2 separate regions of the Oryzias latipes genome follow, and region 2 is linked to region 1. A link is a contact called in public Hi-C data. All regions are on one chromosome and are shown on one strand. Each heading gives the region's core, a stretch centred on a gene start, on an enhancer-like site or on the middle of the called end of the contact. The rest is flanking DNA. Distances are from core to core; before and after follow the strand shown. Region 1 overlaps zmiz1 (zinc finger MIZ domain-containing protein 1). Region 2 holds the start of zmiz1 (zinc finger MIZ domain-containing protein 1).

Region 1 (3,126 bases), core at 420-2,919:
TTGGGAAAGATTGTCTTGTATTTAAGGGTAAACTTTAAGATTTCAATGAAATTTTTAATTACAGCTCTTTGTCTAAAATAGGAATCTAATTCCAATTTTCTAAGCTACAAAAGTTCTTGATTTGAAGATTTCTTTTCTTTCAGCATCAAACATGATGGCCTCTTTTGTTGGATCAAAATGCACAAATGAAAAAAAAACTTTAGGATTTGACCATTTTCCAAAATAAAATGCTTTTTGTGACCAACTATTCTTCACAAAATCTCAATTTAAAAATCCATGTTTAAAAGCATTTGTAATGGTTTTTAATTAAGTTTCAATTGAAAAACCTGTGTCGTTTTTTAGGACATAGTTTCTGCAGAGCGGCTGTAATTCATTTGAAATCACCTCTGAGTTGTTGGCAGCGATGTAGGGATGAGCACCCCCCCCCCCCCCCTTTCCTGAGCACTTTGTATATATGCTCTCCCAATGGCTTACAGCCCCCAATCTCACACTAGCGGGGAAACAGAAACGGCGAGCAATGATGGGACTATCCAGCCGTAGAGTTTTGAGCCAGATGCTAGCGTTGACAAGAAAATGGATAGATCTAGTCCTCTACAAGTGAATCAGAATGGAGGAGAGCAGGGAGCTTGTGGCCCTCTCAGCGTATTTTCTGTATCACAAATATGATCTTTTTCAAATAGCTGCTCTTGATTCGCAACAATTTGAATAAAGAGATACTCAAAAGTTTAATTTTGAGCTTATTTTCTTCATATATGTCCATATGAGAAAAATGCCACAAAAACATCAAAAACGCAAAACATCAGAGTGGGTCTTTAAAGAGAAATTATTAAAAAAAGGAAGCATCTCTTTGATTAAGCCTTTTCTTTTCTAAACATATTTGAACCACAGCTGAAAGTTTTTTGCAGTTGACCTATATTTGGCTTGTTTTTAGGTCACTCACTTCATGCTTTAATTGTTTCATCTTTTGAGAATGAACATTAGACATTTATGTCCGAAAGGACCACGGCATCAAAAAACATTAGGTCTTGAGTTGCATAACTCGTGCAAAAGTGTTACCCATCCAGGCATTGCATATTCACTTGATGTTATTTTTAGCTTGCTCTAAGATTATATAAAAAGAGACATACTGTTCTGCAAACATGTGATCTGCACTATTGAGATTACTTTCGGGCTACTTCTGATATTTATATATTGTTGTAAAGGGACTACATAAAGAGACCTGCAACTTTGATTAGGTGAGATAAAGTACAGTGCATAAAAATGCTCCAGATATCTTAGTATGAAAAGGAAAATAATGTAAATATAAATAAAGGTTGTCAGTGTCAACTGAGGACTTTGCCGAGTCTGCTTCCTATTGGGAATCTTTTTTTCTCCCCTGACACGTTGGTACTCTTCACAGCTGCATGTGAGAGGAGAAGCTTTCCCATTCATTTACACAAAGGCAATCAAAACATGCCAGCCTGCGATATCTGTCAAATTACAGGCGTGCAAACGGCACAGTGCAAATGTAAGAGAAGGAAGAGGCGGAGCAGAACTGGTTTGCATGTTTGTGTTTGTCCCCCCTTTCGCTCTACGAGGAAGATTTGTGACACAGATTTATGGTGGCCCGTGCTGCGTAACCTCTAAATCAGCCCTCCTCCTACACGGCAAACCCCACTCCCCTTTTACAGGCGGACAAGCTTAGCCTGGTCACAGAGGGAGGTGGGGGCAGCACTGTTGAAGGGGAGGGAGAAGAGGTCGACCCGCTGCTGTAAAAAGCCTACTCGTTGCAGATAAACCTCTGTCTGCCTGGTAATGTGTTGTCATTGACCAATTAGGAAATCCAGATCAAACAGGCGAAGAGGATGGCCTCTTACTGCCCCTCTCCAAACGCTCTGCCTTTTAAATTGAGCACGTTTTTGGAACAAGAGCTTATTGAGGAGGATGGATGACTGTAAATACAGTGGAAGTTATCAATGTGTAGTAAAAAAAAGAAAAGAAAAAGGAGCCATGTGTTTAATTCTAGACTCTATATGAGAACTGGAGTGAGTGTGAAGTCATCCACAGAAAATAAATAGCTTTTGAAGTCAATTCAGTTGTTATTTTTTTCACCATTTTGGAACCAGAAATCAGAGGTAAGCTGGGATTGGTCCAAGTTGGTCTGAGTCATAATTTCTATGGCAACCACTCTCACCAATCAGGAGTGAGTTAGTAGGAATCCTACACCCCTACCACTTAAAAGTGAGCACATGAGAATTGATAGCGCATACTTTTATTGAAGCATCTGTTTGGCCAGTTTATAAAAAAGGTAGGATTAGCAAGAAAGTGTTAAAAAAGGAAACGGAGTAAGAATGGATACTCCAACAAATGTAATGACTGAGTAATAGCTGTTTATTTAATAGAGGTGTCTGGGTCCCTTCCTATTTGGAATGCGAGGGGGGAGGAGTCACTCAGTCCAGCTCTCATATACAGTCAATGGTTACATTTTTCCTAAATTGACATACTTCCCTAACTAAGTGTGGAGCAAAGATGCACGACAGGATCCCAATGTCATTTTCAAGGTGTTGTGGGGATGTTTATTGTTATTTGTAGTATTTTTTACTACCATGAGCTCATACACTACATCTTCTGCACCGTCTCAACTTGACCTAAAGCAGTTAACTGCCATTTCCTAATCACACAAATACTCAGGAAGCTGCAAAAACAATCTTCTGCAGCCGCCTCCTACTTTGTGAGCAGAATCTGTCTTTACTTTTGAGGGAGTTTGTCCACTTTTGTGGTGGCGTAGAGATTTGGGAATGCAAATATGCTTTTAGCTGTGCTTGGCTGCAAACCTAACATTGAATTAAAATATGTGACTTTAATGGATGCTAAAGGTTTTCTTGATTCTAATTTCCCTTACTGTCATTTTCTTCACTTTAAATGATTGTATATATATTTTCATGTTAAGAAGACAGAATAAAGCCATTCCAGTTCAGGCTAACCAAAACTATAAAATGTTACAGACAAACCAACCAAAACTAACTGTCGTGTTTGACATATTGCAACCCCATACCCATCGTTTGCTCCCATAAAACAAGAGAATAAAACAAAATAATCGCCTGAGTTCCTGCACGAGAAGTTACAGAGGTCATTATGAGGTCTGGC
Region 2 (3,126 bases), core at 245-2,744, 59 kb before region 1:
GTTGCAGTTCTTCAAAAGGCCATTGGAGGCAGATTACACAATCCAGATTGATTCCAATGTTAAAGAGGCCAATTTACACCAAAAAAACCATTTAAAGTCAATGTGATTTATTTTCTATTAACAACAGCTGTGTGCGTTCGTTTGTGTTAGTGTGTATGTGTGTACGTGTGTGTGGGGTGGGGGGGGGTGTTAATCAATTTCTGCTGTTTGACAATGGCAGAAAAGAATTGGATAATTGTTCAGGGGTGTAACCCACATACTTAACTTTGCTGCTCATTTCTCAAATGCTCGTTCCTTACAAATGCGGAACCACTGGAAATTGGAAATAATTCTTTATAATTTTCTACATTAAAATGGTTGAAATGTAAAAAATTTAAACACAATTTTTTTTTGTAAACTGGAAAAGCTTTGCAAAATAGTTTGTTAAATTTCATTCAATGACTCTTTAATAATTAAACTACATCAAATTATCACTTTGGTTTTGTTGCCAAAGGTATTTGAAAACTGTCTCTTTCCCTGCTAATGTGTTCCTTTCATGCTGCACCTCGCAACACTCACATACTTAACAGGAGGAACTTTTATTGCAATTAACAGCTCAATAAAAGTTTATGGGGCTCTGGCATCATGGAATCAACTCTCCTTTTGTATCCTGTTGTGAATCAATTTCCAAAAAATTTTCTAATCTCTGCTAGAGGGAATCATTTGCATTGGCTAATTTGCAGAGCTTGGGACAGTCGGTTCTTCCTGCCACCTTTTAGCAGGACAAATGGCGTCTATTGTCCCGGTCCATCCCTCCCTCTAAGTTTAGACAGCTGGGGTGGGTGTACAGGGAGGGGGAGGACTCCAGACACACTGACATGCGTGTATCGTGTGATCACTTCTAATAAAAGCGCCTCTGAGTGGGTTAACTCCACGCTGACCCCAATACCAACTTCGAAAGAGTCGATCGAGGCAGAAACAGACCGACGGGTTTCTAACTTCTGACATGACTGCTTACAAGCAGGTCATGGAGAGCAGAGGCTGCAGGTCAGCGCGCGCGCGAGTGAGCGCGTGGAGTCTGGATGCTGCTTGGCACAGTCTTGGCTTCTTGACGTCAGCGCTCAGCCCAGCCTGCTGCTGCTGCTGCTGCTGCCGCTGCTCTCAAACATGTCTTTGTTATTCAGAGCTCTCCATCAGAGAGCGGCGAGCCGCAAAACACGGAGGGTGGAGTCGGGCGCGAGGAGGAGCGCGCGAGTGCGCTCATAGGAATACGTCATTACACTCCCAACAGTTATTATTACACCTTTAACCTAATTTTTTGAGTAAAAAATGCTGACAGTAGTTTAAGGCACCAAGTAATTATATTGTTTATTAATTTATTATGCAAGCTAATATATAAAATATTACATTACCTTTAATTTTTTCGTTTTATTTTGTGTTTATCTCATAAAACGTGAACTTAATGCGGTCACTTTGACTCCAGATGCAGATAGCAGTTAAGCTAAGCGGCACAACTTGAGCGCGCGGGAGACGCTACAGAAAATAAAAAACGTGGAATCCGCGACACATTTTGTCGGCAGCCACCAAGCAACGGGTCCCTTCGGCAGTAGAATAGCCAATGTAATTTGACACTTCAACTTACTGCGCTCTCTCTGAGTCTATTCAGTTACTCACCCGCTGACGCTGAAGCCATTCTCAGTGAGAGGGGGGACGGTATTCGGGACCGACTATTACCGAGGACTTTCTCCGCTTGCTTACCCGGTGAGTAGCTGCAAACTTAGCCTTGCTTGGTGTCTCCCTCGGCTGTCGCGGCTTCGCCAGCCCAGGCTGCCGTTTGGGGAAGGTTTTGTTTCCACTCTGGCTCAGATTGTTACTCAACAATAGAAGGACCGCTTGAAGTGACACCGCGGAGCACGGCGATAGTAAGCCGTTTTAGTGACCAGTCCGCCGTCGGGGCTGTGGAGCCGGCTTGCGCGTGTCGGTGGAGGAGCAGGTGCTGCGGTGATCTCCATAACGCGTCGGGGGGCTCGGTCGGAGGCGACATTGTTGCAGCCTTGCTTGCATCTGTGAATGAACCGTGCACGCGTGTGCGTGGAAAGCTCTTCACCTTTTTGGTGGTGCGAGAAGAAAAGCACATGGCTTTGCTGTTAAAACCAAGTGCTGCTGCTGCTGCTGCTGCAGGGAGAACGATGGAGAAGACAGCGGTCACTGCAGTGCAAGGAGCATTTTCTAGATGTCACAAGCAGGACTCCAAACTTTGACAGAAAAATGCACCAACTGCTGTCAGATTGCAAAAGCCTTCATCTCAGTGGCTGGTGTTATCTTGCTGCTGGAGTGGAGGTCATTGCTGTTTCACAGATTTTCAAAAAAGTATTTTACAAGTTGACTCCTTAAATTCCTGCTGTCTGGAAATGGAAGCAGTTGGATCACTGTTTGATGGGCTCTTAAATGAAAGTGTAATCACTTTTTTTTGCTGTTCAGGAAGCTTACAAAGCTAATATAAATTATTCTACCTCATAATTAAAAATATGTGTAAAAACGAGGTGGGGAAAGTGTTTTCCTTTTTGTTTTTTAGAGATCAGGAGAGGTCTTTGTGTTCAAAAAAGTTCCCTCTCCTTTAAGATGCTGCAGCTTGTCCTCTATTCCATCCAGCTGTTTGGATCTCATGTAAAACAGCTGTGGCAAAATCAGCTGCACTGGTTTGTTTTTATCCCTGTTTCCCTGTTGTTTTAAAAAAAACCATCCTGGTGTCTTGACGGTTTTCTGCTCCAAGCTCAAAAGCATTTAATGACAGATGATTAAATAAAGTGCAATGGCAACGTAAACTGTGCCTCTGATGGGATTTATTAAGGATTCAGTGTAGTGTTGTGGGGGCTGAGGAGAGGGGATTCTCTGCCCCCCCCCTGTCTCCCCACCTCTGTGGGGCCCCAGGTTGGGCTCCTGAATAAGCATGGGACAGACCCCACCAGGCTGACCTTCTTCTATTCAAGTTGAGGATGTCGAAACACCAGCCGGCAAACAAAAGACACATTGAAACGGCGATCCGCATCCCAACACGTGTGTCTGGGTTGCTGCAAAGTAGACCATTGATTAACTCCCACTTTCCCACCAAAAAGCAACAGCACCCGACACAGTGTGAGCATGGAC

What was found. Hi-C and Micro-C count contacts between places; a contact is called where the count stands out from the background.
Region 2: a contact with region 1 is called in a Hi-C map of embryo, with 1.8 times the contacts expected there. The contact joins the promoter of zmiz1 here to the enhancer-like site in region 1. A contact is called at or near these places in 4 of 5 Hi-C or Micro-C datasets (embryo and fibroblasts).

Annotation. Positions count from the first base shown.
Region 1 is chr19:10,633,509-10,636,634 of ASM223467v1, reverse strand. The region is part of intron 2 of zmiz1 (zinc finger MIZ domain-containing protein 1); the gene reads left to right. Among protein-coding and RNA genes, the nearest start is that of ppif, 41 kb to the right of the region's middle. Within about 2 kb of position 1,669, at least 4 of the 8 cell types and tissues checked have an H3K27ac peak or open chromatin away from gene starts, as enhancers often do. A contact at or near this core is called in embryo, where this site is marked.
Region 2 is chr19:10,692,584-10,695,709 of ASM223467v1, reverse strand. zmiz1 (zinc finger MIZ domain-containing protein 1) reads left to right here and starts at 1,494. Exons shown (of 23, transcript XM_004080409.4): 1 at 1,494-1,740.